3 separate regions of the Mus musculus genome follow, and all the other regions are linked to region 2. The links are chromatin contacts, called in public HiChIP or PLAC-seq maps. All regions are on one chromosome and are shown on one strand. Each heading gives the region's core, a stretch centred on a gene start, on an enhancer-like site or on the middle of the called end of the contact. The rest is flanking DNA. Distances are from core to core; before and after follow the strand shown.

What was found. HiChIP or PLAC-seq counts read pairs in DNA pulled down with a chosen protein or histone mark.
Region 1: a contact with region 2 is called in an H3K4me3 HiChIP or PLAC-seq map of bone marrow-derived macrophages, with 6 times the contacts expected there. The contact joins the enhancer-like site here to the promoter of Trmt6 in region 2. A contact is called at or near these places in 15 of 39 promoter capture datasets (the 3T3-L1 cell line, 3T3-L1-derived adipocytes, the C10 cell line and 9 more), 3 of 15 datasets of contacts at CTCF or cohesin (large pre-B cells, pro-B cells and stem cell-derived epiblast-like cells), 1 of 484 Hi-C or Micro-C datasets (cerebellum), 12 of 115 datasets of contacts at active chromatin or transcription factors (the 230-238 cell line, the SCID.adh cell line, bone marrow-derived macrophages and 5 more) and 2 of 9 other capture datasets (embryonic stem cells and liver).
Region 3: a contact with region 2 is called in an H3K27ac HiChIP or PLAC-seq map of epiblast stem cells, with 4 times the contacts expected there. The contact joins the enhancer-like site here to the promoter of Trmt6 in region 2. A contact is called at or near these places in 16 of 39 promoter capture datasets (the 3T3-L1 cell line, 3T3-L1-derived adipocytes, the C10 cell line and 10 more), 3 of 15 datasets of contacts at CTCF or cohesin (large pre-B cells, pro-B cells and stem cell-derived epiblast-like cells), 4 of 484 Hi-C or Micro-C datasets (brain, cortical neurons and embryonic stem cells), 18 of 115 datasets of contacts at active chromatin or transcription factors (the SCID.adh cell line, bone marrow-derived macrophages, double positive thymocytes and 8 more) and 4 of 9 other capture datasets (adipose tissue, embryonic stem cells, liver and 1 more).

What each region holds. Positions count from the first base shown.
Region 1 is chr2:132,322,737-132,327,638 of GRCm38.p6, forward strand. No RefSeq gene overlaps it. Among named protein-coding and RNA genes, the nearest start is that of Prokr2, 60 kb to the right of the region's middle. Within about 2 kb of position 1,530, at least 33 of the 459 cell types and tissues checked have an H3K27ac peak or open chromatin away from gene starts, as enhancers often do.
Region 2 is chr2:132,813,225-132,818,222 of GRCm38.p6, forward strand. It overlaps Trmt6 (tRNA methyltransferase 6), which reads right to left and starts at 2,830. Exons shown (of 11, transcript NM_175113.3): 1 at 2,580-2,830. The coding sequence starts at 2,710. It overlaps Mcm8 (minichromosome maintenance 8 homologous recombination repair factor), which reads left to right and starts at 2,917. Exons shown (of 19, transcript NM_001291054.1): 1 at 2,917-3,241; 2 at 3,850-4,021; 3 at 4,481-4,564. The coding sequence starts at 3,874.
Region 3 is chr2:132,302,825-132,307,646 of GRCm38.p6, forward strand. It overlaps Cds2 (CDP-diacylglycerol synthase (phosphatidate cytidylyltransferase) 2), which reads left to right. Exons shown (of 13, transcript NM_138651.7): 11 at 1,535-1,654; 12 at 2,029-2,132; 13 at 2,329-4,822. The coding sequence ends at 2,461. Among named protein-coding and RNA genes, the nearest start is that of Gm46766, 42 kb to the left of the region's middle. Within about 2 kb of position 3,382, at least 33 of the 459 cell types and tissues checked have an H3K27ac peak or open chromatin away from gene starts, as enhancers often do. A contact at or near this core is called in epiblast stem cells, where this site is marked.

The sequences.
Region 1 (4,902 bases), core at 280-2,779, 490 kb before region 2:
TGCACACACTGGACACACAGTCTTCGTCTTGGATCCCCCACCTGAACTGGGTTACATTTATACTCCTTTCGGAACAATGAGACTTGTCTTGTCCCAGCAATGAACATCAAACTTGGATAGTTTCTATTCAAATGTATTCTTAATATATCTAGGCTCAGTGTCCAGCACCCACATGGCAGCTCACAACTGCCTGTAATTCTAGTTCTAGGGTATCCAACACCTGTGCACACACATACATGCAGGTAAAACAACAAGGTGAAATAAAATATAAGTCATTAAAAAGAGAATGTTAGAGATGATTCTTGTTTACCATGTAATGCATATGCATACTTGGGCATGCATATGATTAAAATCAGATCATTTATGGGAAGGGACATGTAGTAGAAAAGTGATTACATGACTTGACCTATCAATCAAAACAGAGACACCCGCCCCCCCAGTGTGCTTCTTAGTAAACAAAACTGCTCGCTCTCCCTCTCTCTCTTTCTCTTAACCCCTATATAAAAAAAGAGAGAGACCTCAAACTATAACTGGGGCCTTCAGTATCTTCACTCACATACTTTAATATCTCAATTGCCTAGCTTTCAATACTTGATACTTTTGCAAATCTGCATGAGTTTTTATTTCAATTCCTCAAGAGACCAAGAATATGGAAACTCCTGAGCTCAAACACAAGTAAGATAGATCCTGTGATAAAATACCCTAGTGAAAGCAACCTAAAAGAGAGGGGACTTATTCTGGCTGGGAGTACAAGGATACAGTCCATCCTGGTAAGGAGGGAAAGGGGCAGGAGCTTGAAGCAGCTGGCCAATCCCACCCACAGTTGGTGGGGACAGAGAGGGGATGTCTACAGCCTTCTGCTCAGTTCCCTCCCTCCACTTACACAGCCCAGGGCTCCATCCAGGAACAGTGCCAGCCCCAAACAATCAAGAGAACCCCAGAAGGCCCGTTCAGAGGCTGTCTTACAGGTGATTCTTGGTTATGTCGGGTTGGCAACTCCAGTCAGCGAAGTGATTGAGCAATGAGAATCTGGGTGGGAGGGAGAAGCATGCTTTGTCTATGCATCACCAGCCGAGTCCTGTCATCAACACACTGAGGCTGGGAAATTTCACTCAGTGATGATTATGAGGCTGAGTCCTATGGGGGAAGGGAGGGTGGAGGTTTCTGAGAACACAGCCAGGGGCATTTAGGCAAATGGTGAAGCCGCTGTATAGGACTCTGGCCTAAGTGTTTATTGAGTTCCAGGATCACAGCTCTCTCTCTCCCTCTCTCTCTCTCTCTCTCTCCTTTCCTGTGTGTATACTATGGACTATATGGACTAGGTGCAAAGGAGCCTTCATCGGGCAGTGACAGGGGTCAGTGGCCTGGGATAGTTCTTTCACTTATGAAAATAACAAGCAGAGACAAATAAGTCATCGCCCGGCCCTTATTAATCAGAAGGATAGATGTTTAAATAGACCACCACAGGGCTGGGATGTAACTTAGTAGTAGAATCTTTGCCCAGCATACACGAGGAGCTGTACTGATAATCGTAAGCTATTACAACACCATGTGGGAAGGTTTTTTAGTAGCTCCCATAAGGTTTTGAGAGCTCCCCACAGTGAAACTTTCTGTGACTAGGGTTTTATTAGCACAATTTGGTTTACTCCCTGTGGCATCCGTGGAAGTGAAATGTTACTGTTTCATTATGACACTGAGTCTGAGGAGTGAGTTGTTCAAGATCCAAGACAGTCACTCCTCCTGCCTAGCCCTCCAAGTGAGTAGCACTTGTCAGCTGGGTTGATGGCTCGTGCCTATAATCTCAATACCTGAGGGCCGAGGAAGGATTACTATGAATTTGAAGCCAGACTGTGCTACAGATGTGACCCTGTCACAAATCCAAATAAAACAAACAAAACCCTCAAAAGCAATGGCTGTAATTCTTTCCTTCCCAGAGAAAACTTGCAAAATTGGTTTTTTTTCCATGTGGATTGGACTGAGATTGCCAGGTTTGATGGCAGTGACTTTGCCTGATGAGCCATGGCACCTGGCAGGAATGATTGCTTCTTATTGTACTGTCACATTGTTTCTCAAATTGTTTGACACCTGAGGTTAGGTAAAATCCTGTCTGATTGTAACACTTAATATGACCGAGGACTATTTGAAAACTGGAGTATGATTGATTTTTTTTGGGGGGGGGCATGTGATTAAGGAGGATTGTTGATAGCTAGGTCTTAGGGTAGCATCTCTTTGGTGCCATGTCCCTGCAAAGGGAGGTCAGGATGATGGCTCCAAAGAGAGCAAACTTCTGTAGACTCACCTTGAGGCACAGGATAGAAACCTGCCTGTGCTACAGCCACTCCATGGATGTGAAATGAAATGAAAACAAAAAAATCATGGTGATGGTGGGGATCATAAAATCTAGGAGGTGAAGGAGAGTGAAAACATGGAACAAATGAAAGCCAAATTAAATGGAAAGAAGAAAACAACAATCACAGAGGAAAATATAGGATAAAAGAACACTGGAAATATTGGTAAAACTGTAAGCTTCATTCTTTGAAGAGTTCAACTATATTGATAAGCTTTTATCTAGACCAGAGCAAGAAAAAAGCTAAAGGAACAGGGAAGGGTTTAGTATTTCTGGATTTATTAGATTGGTTTACAGGATGTGGTCTGTGGTGATTGGAATACACTTGTCCCAGGGAGTGGCACTATTAGGAGGTGTGACCTTGTTGGAGTAGGTATGGCCTTGTTGGGGGAAGTGTGTCACAGCGGGGATGGGCTTTGAGACCCTCCTCCTAGCTACCTGGAAACAGACTGCTCCCGGCTTCCTTTGGATAAAGATGTAGAACTCTCAGCTCTTCCAGCACCATGTCTGCCTGGGTGCTGCAGTGCTTCTTGCCATGATAATAATGGACTGAACCTCTGACATTGTAAGCCAGCCCCATTTAAATGTTGTCATGCTGTTTCTTCACAGCAAAGGAAACCCTAACGAAGACATGGTCTGTGTAGATCAACAATGGCTGTCTCAGTTTGTGAAGTCGGATGTCTCAGCAGCCTCGGTTTGGTGCTGCAGGCCTGGAGGATTTCTGGAACGCTGCTGGGGTTCAGTCTAGGAATGAATAAGTTGGTTCTAATTTTGGTCAAGGAATGTAGTACCAACAGGATAGATGAACTTGCCAGTGAGAGTGATGGCAAGCAGACAAAAGCAAAGCTTCAGAATTCCATGCCCTTCATTTGGGCTGTCACCCATAGTTAGGGTATGCCTTCCAGCTTTAATAATCTGATTAAGAAGATCCTTCCCAGAGCAGATTGAGTTCTTGCTTTTTGTTATTGTTTTTGAGACAGGGTTTCTCTGTCTCATCCTGGCTGTCCTAGAACTCACTCTGTAGGCCAGGTTGGCCTCAAACTCAGAGATCTGCCTGCCTCTGCCTCTTAAGTGCTGGGATTAAAGGTGTCAACGACCACAGCCCGTTGCATGTTGGGTTTTAATTGATGCCAGATTCAGTCAAGTTGGCAAATAAGTTAAGCCATTAAAAGTACTTCAATATCTGAAGGAGTGAGAGGATGTCATTACCATTTTTACAGGAAAAAAAAAAGGTTTCTAAGAGACCAATGCACATGAGCAAGTTAAATAACCGACAAAGAGATACAGTAGACAAATTTATGGAAAGACACACAAGCTACTAGAACTTACCTCAACGGAAATAGAAAATATGAATAGACTTGTAACAAATAAAGATATTTAACTAGTAACTCTCCCTCCCATCCTGGAAAAGCCCTAGATTTATTCCATGGTCATTCAAAAAAATAGGAGGCAACATTTCCCAACTCACTTTGTGAGTCCATTATTGTTCTAAAACCAGAAAAATATAGTATGAGAAAAGAAAACTATAGGTCAATACCTCTTATGAAAATAGATACAAAATAACTAACTAAAATACTAGCAACCTAAATTGAGTAACATAAAAAAAGGCTGTACAGCCATGCATTGCTTAACAGTGAACTACTCAGATTATTTTCTCGTTGTGTGAACATCCTAACATGTACTCACACAAGCTATGATGGGACAGCATAACTTGGTAATATAATTATGGGGCCTCTATCATATGTATAGTCTATTGTCAGCTAAAAAATGACATGAATGTGCAGTCAAGTGAGATTTATCCATTGAATATAAAGTTGTTTTAGCAACTAGTAATTAATTACATAGTAAATTACATGATTATACTAACTGTAGCAAGACATTTGACCGATCCAAAGTGCTTTCTTCTTTGCGATATCTGTTCTCCACATTATACTGAAGATTTAACCATCCACACGAGAAAGAGAAATAAAAGGCACCCAAACTGAAAAGAAAAGACTATCTCAGTTTGTAGATGATATGACCCTGTTCATGCAAGACTCAGAGGGAGTCATTAAAATTCCAGCAAAACGGAAAGTTCTGCAATATATTAGGATTTTAGATCAATGTATAAAAGTTGTAAGCAAATCCAAGCTCCAGGGTCTAAAACCAATATATATATGTATACACACACACACACACACACACACACACACACACACACGTGTGTATGTGTGTGTATAAATGTGTGTGTGTGTGTGTGTGTGTGTGTGTGTGTGTGCGTATTCAAGACAGTGTTTCTGTTTAGCCTTGGCTGTTCTGTGTCCAGTTGTATTTTTGTGTATCAGAAGTAAGCTGTCAAATAAGAATTAAAAGGGCTGGAGAGATGGTTCAGCAGTTAAGAGCACTAACTGCTCTTCCAGAGGTCCTGAGTTCAATTCCCAGCATGGTGGCTCACAACCATCTATAACGTGTCCTGATACCCTCTTCCATTATGTCTGAAGACAGCGACAGTATACTCATATACATTAAATAAATAAATAAATAAATACACACATACATACATCTTTTAAAAAAAG
Region 2 (4,998 bases), core at 1,580-4,079:
TGCGCGCGAGTGCACGTGCTCGTGTGTGCACACATTGGTTCACCAAACTGGACATTGCTGCAGTCATTTCTTTGGTCTGTTGTGGGTTCCATTTCTGAGGTGAACTGATGTGTATCGACTCGACAGAAAAACATAACACACAATGACAATTGTATACATGTTTGTGTGAGGAGTTAAAGTTGCAGGATTCATACAGGTCTGCAGATACTTTCTACATACATGGCATGGCTGACGTAAAGAAAAGCTTTGTACCTAAGGAAGCTTCAGAGCCCAGCTCACACGCACAGAATTCTGAATTCTGAGACCTGTCCTGACCTGGTAAACTCTGCTTGTGCCCTGCATCACTCTTTTCATCTTTCCTTTTTCAGTTCTCTATCCCACCATATCTTTGTATATCATATCCTTAAAAAACGGTTAACTACTTTCATCTTTTGTGTGGGCATGTGCACATGTTAGTGTTTGGGTACCACAGCATGCATATGGAAGTCAAAAGATCAACTCAGATACTGGTTCCTGCCTTCCATCTTTCTATGAGACAAGGTGTGTCTATGTCTGTCTCTGTCTCTCTCTTATTTATTTATTATTTGTTTATTTATTTAATGTGTATGAGTAAGCTGTAGCTGTACAGATAGCTGTGAACCATCATGTGGTTGCTGGGAATTGAATTTAGGACCTTTGCTTGCTGCAATCCCGCTCACTCCAGCCCTGCTCGCTCTTGTCCAAAGATTTGTTATTATATCTAAGTACACTGTAGCTGTCTTCAGACACACCAGTAGAGGGTGTCAGATCTCATTACGGATGGTTGTGAGCCACCATGTGGTTGCTGGGACTTGAACTCAGGACCTTCGGAAGAGCAATCAATGCTCTTAACCACCGAGCCATCTCTCCAGCCCGGCAAGATCTCTCTTGTTCACTGTTATATATGTCAGGCAAGCAGTCTCAAACTTCTATAGAGTCTCCTGTGTGTGCCTCCATCCTGCTGTAAGAACGCTGGGATTACAGATATGTACCATAGCACCTCATGCTTATGTGGTTAAGAGCTCTACCCTTTGAGTCATCTCCCCTCATTCATCAAATGCCACTTGAACTACATGTCCTCTGGAGGTGCTCCTGACTCCTAATTCTTACTCTTTGCTGGATTTCCAGTAACTAACATCTATTTTGTACCTCTTATCCTCATCCTTGAATCATGTTGGTGTTAATGAAACACTTTACGCCTCTGCCAGCCTATCTTATGTGCAAAGGTGTGTGTGGTGGGGGCCTGGGGGGCAAGCATCCAAACTGACAGGCCGGAAAGTGTGGGAGGCGATCTGATAAATAATGAAGCTGCCTGTTTCCTGGGAACGATTAAGAGTGGCAGAGAGCCATGATCTCTTTGGTGATAGGGAGTCCGGCTTGGGATGCAGCTGGGTTCAGTGGGTCATTTTCTAAATAAAACAAAAAATTAGGATCGTGGCTTCCTAAGAACAGGGATAGTAAAAAGAGCTTACAGCTGACTCTTTAGGGAGCTGGAGAAATGACCCAGCACTCGAGAGCACTTACTGCTCTTCCACAGGATCTGACTTTGGTTCCCAGCACCCAAGTTGTGTGGTTCCCAATTGGCTGTAACGCCAACTCCAGGAAATACAAAGCATTTGGCCACTGAGCGCACAGGAATTCACATACTCAAGCCCACAAAAACACACACACACACACACACACACACACACACACCTTAAAACAATACTAGGTCGTTTTTTTGTTGGTTTTTTTTTTTTTTTTTGAGACTGGATTTCTCTGTGTAGCCCATCAAACAAACTAATTAACAAAAAGAGTACCTTTTAGAACTAAAGATACAGTATGTCTCCTTGGTAACAAAAAGGATCATCTAACAAAACACATTATAAAAAGGACATTCAAATGGTTGTATCAGAACATGAAGCAAGCTGAGTGTGGTGAAGCAAACCTGTAATCCCACCACTTGGGAGGCAGGAAAGTGTTTGCTTCAGCGGGCCATCAGCAAGCACCAGTATGTATACTGGGCTTAAGCTGGCCATGTACCTTGTAGTAAGTTCTCTTTTCTTACAGTAGACAGATTTTTCCCACTGGGATCCAGAGAATAAGACTGCCTACCTGCAAGCCATACTATGTGTAAGAGATCTTTCTTATCTCCCTTTTCTCTTACTGAGGAAGTTGGATTTATGAAGAAAGTGGGGAGCTGGGAAGAGAGTCAGACATAAGAGATACGAATGTGAAAGGTTGGATAAATTCTGTAAGACTAGTGAGGCTCTTCCCCCGCCCCCCAAGAATCCTCGGGAAAGCACCCTCCTGAGTGGGAGTATCAAGAATGGAATTCTTGGGAAGAGAATTTGGCGCAGAAGGTAGAATAGAAAGTTGGGGAATGAAAGGTAGAGGCGAGTACTGTACCCGTAAGCCAAGGATGCGGCAGGATCCCGGTGGGAAGGCCTCAGTGATAGGAAGACCTGAGTGGTAGCAATAAGGGCTGGGGAGCGGGATTCAAAGAGCCAAGAATGGGGCACAGGAGGGAGTGATTATCCGGGTGGTGGTGCGCGCTGCCCAAGGCCAGCAACCAGACTCACTTTCTCCGCTGGACTTGCACTGCTTTGAACACATCTTCTCGCTTCAGCACCACGAAGTCACCGTCATGGATGCAGTGGTCCCCGAGAGGCGGGGGCGGTGAGCTCGGCTGCTCCGCAGCTGATGCCTCCATGGAAGCCAGGTAAATTTCAACCTCCGTTTTTGCTCCAGCCGCTAGGAGCCCGGCACGACCAGGAGGGACCTGCGTCTCCGCCGGCACCGCCCCCACGTGCTGCACGCCGCTTCCGCTTTCCGGTCCGGACCTCGGGACGGCTTCCGGAAGCCTGGCGACTTCCGTCTCTCTGAACTCTTTGATTGGCTACACTTCATCCCGCCCCCTAGTCGCGTGGCTTCCTTAAGCAGAAGCGCGTCATAGACGCGCCAAAAAAGAACTTCAAGCGAGGTCCGAGTTTGCCTTCTGGGCTTGTGCTCGGCCTTCCCCGCCCTGCGTCTGGCGTTCTGGCGCGCAGTGACGCGGGCACCGGGCGGCTCCGGAGACGGAGTGTCCGCGGAGCCCTGCGTGAGAGTGTATACGGCTTACGGCTCTGTCGCAGGCTCCGGGGCTCCTGAAAGCAGGACGCGAGGAAGACGGGGAGTCAGGGATTGCGTACGACTTTTCTCAGGCTGCTTCCCTATGTAGATGTTGGAATCGCCACCGTTCTCAGTATGTTATCCTGTTGGATCGATGTGGAACGTAGTGTTGCGATGGAATGTCTCATCCTGAGGATCCTGAAGACTTGAGCTTTTATCACAGGGCTATCACAAGCAACCTTGATTATTATTAGTTTGCATACTTGCGAATCTTTTATTTATTAAAACCTCTTAGGGTTAGAACAGGTTCTCCTAATGAATTACAGCACAGCGTATGAATCTATCAATAGTTTGTATCTGTGGGATAGGAATTTTTAAGTGGAGTTACTTTCTTTTGGAACAGTTTTAGGACAGCCTGCCACAGAAAGTAATACAGCGAAGATTGGGCTATGTTATTTCCCTAGTATCGTACTGGTGAGGATTATTTTCAGCCAATACTGCCCAATATTAGTTCCACACAGAAAACCGGTTCAAGTTAACTCCTTGATTTCTCTCTTGGTGGTTTGTTGAAAACTGGTATTGAATAAATGTCTATGGTGTACCTTAATCATGATGGAGATTAAAAGAATTAACTATACAACACATAAGGTTTATACTGCAGCATGGAACTTTGCAAGCCTAAGTGCTGGTCTTAAACACAGTACATTAATCCCCCCCTTACTATGTTAATACATTTTTTAGGAGTGCTCTTGACTTGTGGAAGACATGAGTGGTGCTTATAGAGGCAGAGGTTTTGGACGAGGAAGATTCCAAAGCTGGAAAAGAGGAAGAGGTGGTGGGAACTTCTCAGGAAGGTGGAGAGAAAGAGAAAACAGAGTTGACCTGAATGAAGCTTCAGGAAAGCACGCTTCTGGTACGTGCACGCAGGGATCGATATGTTTTCTCTCGGGAAAGAGACAATTCAAGGGCCGGTAGATGCCAGAGTAGGTAAGGGGGACTGCTGCCAAGTGAGGACCCTCAGGTCCCTGGAACCTACATGGTGGAAGGAGAAAACTGACTCCATAAGCTGCCCTCTGACCTCCACATATGCACTATGGCATGTGTGGGCCTACTAGTGTGCACAGGCAACATAATGTAAAAAGAAAAAAAAAATACAAGGAATGGAAATAATGATAATGCCTATTAATAATAATGCCTAGTAGATAGCAGGATAGTTTAACTCAGACTTCAGGTCTGAAGGTTAATATTTATAATTCTTATTGAAATATCTAATTTGGAGTCTATTAATAGACTCCTGTAAAAGGAGAAACTAGTTGGAGGGAAAACTAGCCAGTGCTTTGGTTTTTACTAACATCGTATTCTACGTTTTCAGCACAAGCCTCACAACCGTTACTTCAACAGTCAACATTGGATCAGTTTATCCCGTATAAGGGCTGGAAGCTTTACTTCTCTGAAGGTGGAGTTTAAGAACCATAAGTTATATATTCATCTTTGGATACTACAATTCATGTTACCGTTGTGCACTGGTCTTCCTGCTCTATGCCGCCTTTCTCTCTTCCAAGCATTTGTTTGAGCATTATTGCTATATGATGTATCAGGAAAACAGGAACTGGTGAATGTTTCAAAAGATTTCATACAAGGAATTGGATATGTATATGGTAGACTCAACACAGCAGTCTGATTCCTGTGACTGAGGGAGAACCAACCAAGAAATGCCAAGGTTATCAGAAGTGGGAGCTCAAAGGGAGAGGCAGGACAACGGTGACATATTCATTGCATCGCACCCTTCCAAAGCTGTGCTGTATCACTTTGAAAGACGTCCTACTGTGTGATGAGAACTTAGACGAATGAAGCTGATTGTCCCTAGTAATTGAGGATAGATCAGATGTT
Region 3 (4,822 bases), core at 2,132-4,631, 510 kb before region 2:
TATCACTTAAAAAAAAAGTGGCTGATAGCAGTTGATACCAGTGATAAAAATCTGCATTTCAGGTGAAATGAGAAGTGTGACATGTCACATGCACCTATCATTGTGAGGACGGTGGGTTTCTGGCACGTATCCGCTGCTCTGACACCACATAACACAGTGGCCAATAGTGAGTTGGGAGTTCTTAAATGGCCAGTGTATGGTGGTCCACCGTCATGTCTGGGAAAAAGATGGAACCACAGTGCATTGTAGACCAGTGGATTGTGTGAGGAAGCACAGAACATTCGTTAGGAGGATTTCAGATTCCACACTGTTCCCAGCCTCTGAGGGCAGTGTGCGTGTGTGTGTTGGGGGGTGTGGTGTGGTGTGCAGACAGGATCTCACTATGGTCTTGGAATCCTTCTGCCTCCTTCTGAATGCTGTGATTGTAGGTATGTGAGACACTACCTGGCTTGCAGCTATTGTGTGTGTGTGTGTGTGTGTGTGTGTGTGTGTATGGATGTATGCATATTTGCATATATACACACATATGTGTGAAGGCCCAAGGTTGATGGCGAAATCTCTCTCAGTTGTTCTTTTGCCTTATCCTTTTGAGGCAGGGTTCTTGAGCTCATCCTGCTGGTCAGCTTGCTCTGGGATCCCCCTCAGGGTTTGCTGCTGGCTGCCTGCCATGCACATTCAGTATTTACATGGCTTCTGGGGATCTGAACTCAGTCCTGTTGTAGGGCAAGTATTTTCACTGATGGGACTCTGCCCAGCTTGTACCTAACTTTTAGGGGAGTTATGCCTGTCAAGTTCCTGTATAATTCCCACATTTCTGAGAAGACTGCTAAAAACATTCATCCTTTTGAAATTACATTCTCTGTAAGCTAAAGCTGGATCTTCTTCATATATTGCCTGCAAAACAGTATAAGACGTTGATTCCAGAATTTCTCCTTTTGTTTGTTTGTGAGCGGTTCTTATGTAGTTTAGGCTGACCTTACCCTGTAGCTGAGGGCGCCCTTGAACTTGAGATCCTACTGCTCCTAGTTTCCAAATGCTGGGATTGCAGGCACTCCAGACAGAATAGCCCCCACTCCAGACACAATAGCATAGTGCTCTACTATTGAGCCAAATGCTAGAGATTTAAAGGTGTGGGCTCGTTTTCTTTGTTTCTTTGTCTCTTTCTGTCTTTTTCTTTCTGTCTGTCTTTGTCTGTCTGTCTGTCTTTCATCCTTCCTTACCCCCCTTTCTTTCTGTCTTTCTCCTTTTTTTTTTTTAATACTCAGTCTCTTTAGATGTATGAATGTTTTGGGTGAGTGTGTTCGTGTGTCCTTGAAATAGAGTTCTAGATGGTTGTGAGCCACCATGTGTGTTAGAAACAACCCAGGTTCTTTGCTGGAACAGCAGGTGGTCCTGACCACCAGACCAACTCTCCAGCCCTGCAGTCTTTTGGTTGATTGAAAAAAATGGAGACCTTGTTTTATGAAGCTCTGAATTAACTGTAAGAAGCCAGACATGCACACTTGCTGACTTTGGTTCCACTCCTTCTCCTCAGAAAACGGTGAGGATGTACCCTTTCCAGATCCACAGCATCGCCCTCTCCACCTTCGCCTCGCTCATCGGCCCTTTCGGAGGGTTCTTCGCCAGTGGATTCAAACGGGCCTTTAAAATCAAAGTAGGGGAACTCTGCCCCACCTGCCTCTCCCATTTCACTCCTGGTCGCCCATCTCTTCCCCGCCCTGCTCCATCAGCTTGCACCCCTCATACCAGGTCACGCCCCTGCACTTACTGTGTGCTTTTCTTTACCCATGTGCTGAATTTGGGGGACAGTAAATGAAAGTGCAAGTATCTGGTTTGCTAGTGCTTCTTTCAACCAGAGACCGCGTTGTAATTTGCAGTCCTGTCCTGTGATCACCTGGGCATTTGGTTGTATGCCTCTGTCCATCACCTTCTCTGCCCAGCAGGGTTTTGGTCATGGGTGGATCCATTAGTCTGGAGTTTGGTTGTTGGTGAGCCCAGGCCCATCCTTCCTTCCTTTTCCTCTAACAGGATTTTGCCAATACCATTCCCGGTCATGGAGGCATCATGGATCGCTTTGACTGCCAGTACCTGATGGCCACCTTTGTCAATGTGTACATCGCCAGCTTTATCAGGTGCGGAACTACTCCACCGGATCCAGATATTCCACCGGATCCAGCTGAGTGGGCTTTGAAAGCATGAGTGTTTACAAATCCTCTGAGGTCTCTCTCCCTCCACTAATAGTGAATCCAGGGCTCATAGCACCCCATGGGTAACTGGGCCAGCGAGGCAGCTGGCCCCTGCTCAGGGGTGCCTTATGTTCTGTTGTAGGGGTCCAAACCCAAGCAAACTGATCCAGCAGTTTCTGACGTTGCGGCCAGATCAGCAGCTTCACATCTTCAACACGCTCAAGTCTCACCTAACTGACAAGGGGATTCTGACATCTGCCTTGGAAGATGAGTAGAGTCCACCTGGGGCCCAGAGAGCTGGAGCAGGATGGAGTGGGGGCCAGTCGCCAAGGCCGCCCAGCTGCTGTGACTTAGATAATGAAAAGCTTCAACTCACCACCGTCATTTTTTTTTCTTTTTCCTTTTTGTGCGTGTGTGGTTTTTAATCTGTATATACTGTCTGTTTATAGTGTGGGCAGTGAGTAAGCTGTAGCTTTGAGTTGCAAAGAAGTCACAGGAAAGAACCATTTGGGTTTCTGAAGTACAAGTATTGAGCAACATGAAGGGCAGTGTTGCCCAGCTCAGGGTGTCTGCTTGGTGGCTCTAACCCCTGCCCATCCAGTTGTTTCTGGGCTGTGCGAGAGATCATACATTGATCTGTGTGTGATGAGTTGAGGGCTTTCCCACCTGCACGGGCCTTCACGGGCTCCACGCTTTTGCTGTCCTTGACACCTCTCGTTGGGGCTTCTGCAGGCATCTCTGTCTGAGAGCAGTGGGGGCTGCCCTCTGTAGAGCTGTGAGAGCAGTGGGGGCTGCCCTCTGTAGAGCTGTGAGAGCAGTGGGGGGCTGCCCTCTGTAGAGCTGTGAGAGCAGTGGGGGGCTGCCCTCTGTAGAGCTGTGAGAGCAGTGGGGGCTGCCCTCTGTAGAGCTGTGAGAGCAGTGGGGGCTGCCCTCTGTAGAGCTGTGAGAGCAGTGGGGGCTGCCCTCTGTAGAGCTGTGAGGGAGAGGCTTTCTGATCAGATGAACATCTGTCCAAGCCAAAATTCTGCAGAGGGCAGGTGAGCTTTGCTTATGTAGTTTGCTTTCACCATATAGACTGAGAGAAGATTTCAGACTTCTTTTTCTCAGAAAGCATGAAGAATTTATGAAGTATGGAAAAGAAGCCCTTACATATTCCAGATGTGTGCAGCAGGGGGCACTGTCCCAGCCCTCTCTGCCCCAGCCAGGCACAGTGGCCTCTAGAGGGTGGTCCTGTAGACCGCACCTTTTAGAGTCGAGGCCTCTGTGGTTGTGCCGCGGGTTTGCTGCTGTGCTGAGTCCTTCTGGGGGAGCCCTAAGAGGTGGGGAGCAGAGGACTTTTGCTCAGACACCCTTTGCCTGGAAGCCCACTTGTGTTGCTGCTGTGTTGTGTATATAGTATTCTCGAGATGAGCGTATGTGTGTCTGTTTAAAAGTCACCTTGTTTCCTACATGATTTTAGTCATACCCAAACGTCCTCAGAATCCCTACATCCTGCTTAGAACTGTGGCCGGCCTAATCTGTCAAGAGGCTTGGCTCTTCAAGACTCAGTGTCCACTTTATCAAATGTGACCGGTGTAGCTGTAGTTTGTACTTTCCTGGGGACCTTCTGCTGGGGTTTGTGTAAGCTGTGATTCTTTCCCTTCCTAATAGGTTGAGCTTGACATGGAAAGGAGCAGTTGGCAGGGAAGGAACTTATTCCCCAAGAGTGGTAACTAACCCACAGCCCTGCTCGGTGTGCCCACCGCTGAGAGGCTGCAGTGACTTCCCCAAGTACCGTGGTCTGTGCTAATTTGTTTTCAGATTAGTCTTCCTGTGGCCTCCAACACTCAGCCAGCCCTCAGAGTGTCCGCTGTGCGCACGGGGGCGGGGCGGGGCGGGCAGCTCCTTGTCTCTCAGCTTTGACTGACTTGTCCGCATTGGGGATTTTTGTTCTCAGCTCCCAGGCCGCACTGAACACAGTGTTGCTGCCTTCAGTTTGGTTCTGGCCATGAGGCCCCTAGTGGGAGCTTTGCCCTTAGGGCTGTCCTCTGACTTGCCCTCAAAGTTCACCAATTCGGCAACTCCATGGAGACGGTCGTGTCACTCTCAGCCCCTGTTGCTATTAAGTCATGTCATGGGCACCCGGAAAAGGAAATACACTGAGGTGTATTTTACAATTGCTCCTTAAGATTCTCAGTGGAGATTAGGAGCAACACTGCACTTCTGATAGAAAAATGGCCTTGGATCACTAAACTAGGTAGAGAAGGGCACACCACACCCCAGCGCCCCAGGAGCCAAAACTCACGCTCGGGCAGCAGCAGCTGAGGCTTGAGGAAGCTGGTGTCCTAAGACACTGAAACCCAGTGCTCATTGGAGCTGCCAGCCACAGGTTTCTATTCTGAGTTCTCCAGTCTTGTGAAAGAGGAGAATTTCCCAGTCAGGTAGCCAGGAGAACAGTGCCACCCTGCGATTGTGCCACCCTGTGATTGTATAGCGTGTTGTTTGTTCCAGTAAGCAGGCAGGCCCAGAGACTGCTTTCTCAGCACCGCACAGATCTCAGTGGGTCACATAACTTGCTTTACACTCATCTTGTTGTGTCAGAAATAAAGTGTTCGTGCTTTTCCTTGTCAGGAGTCCCGTGTTTGTCACTTGTTGTG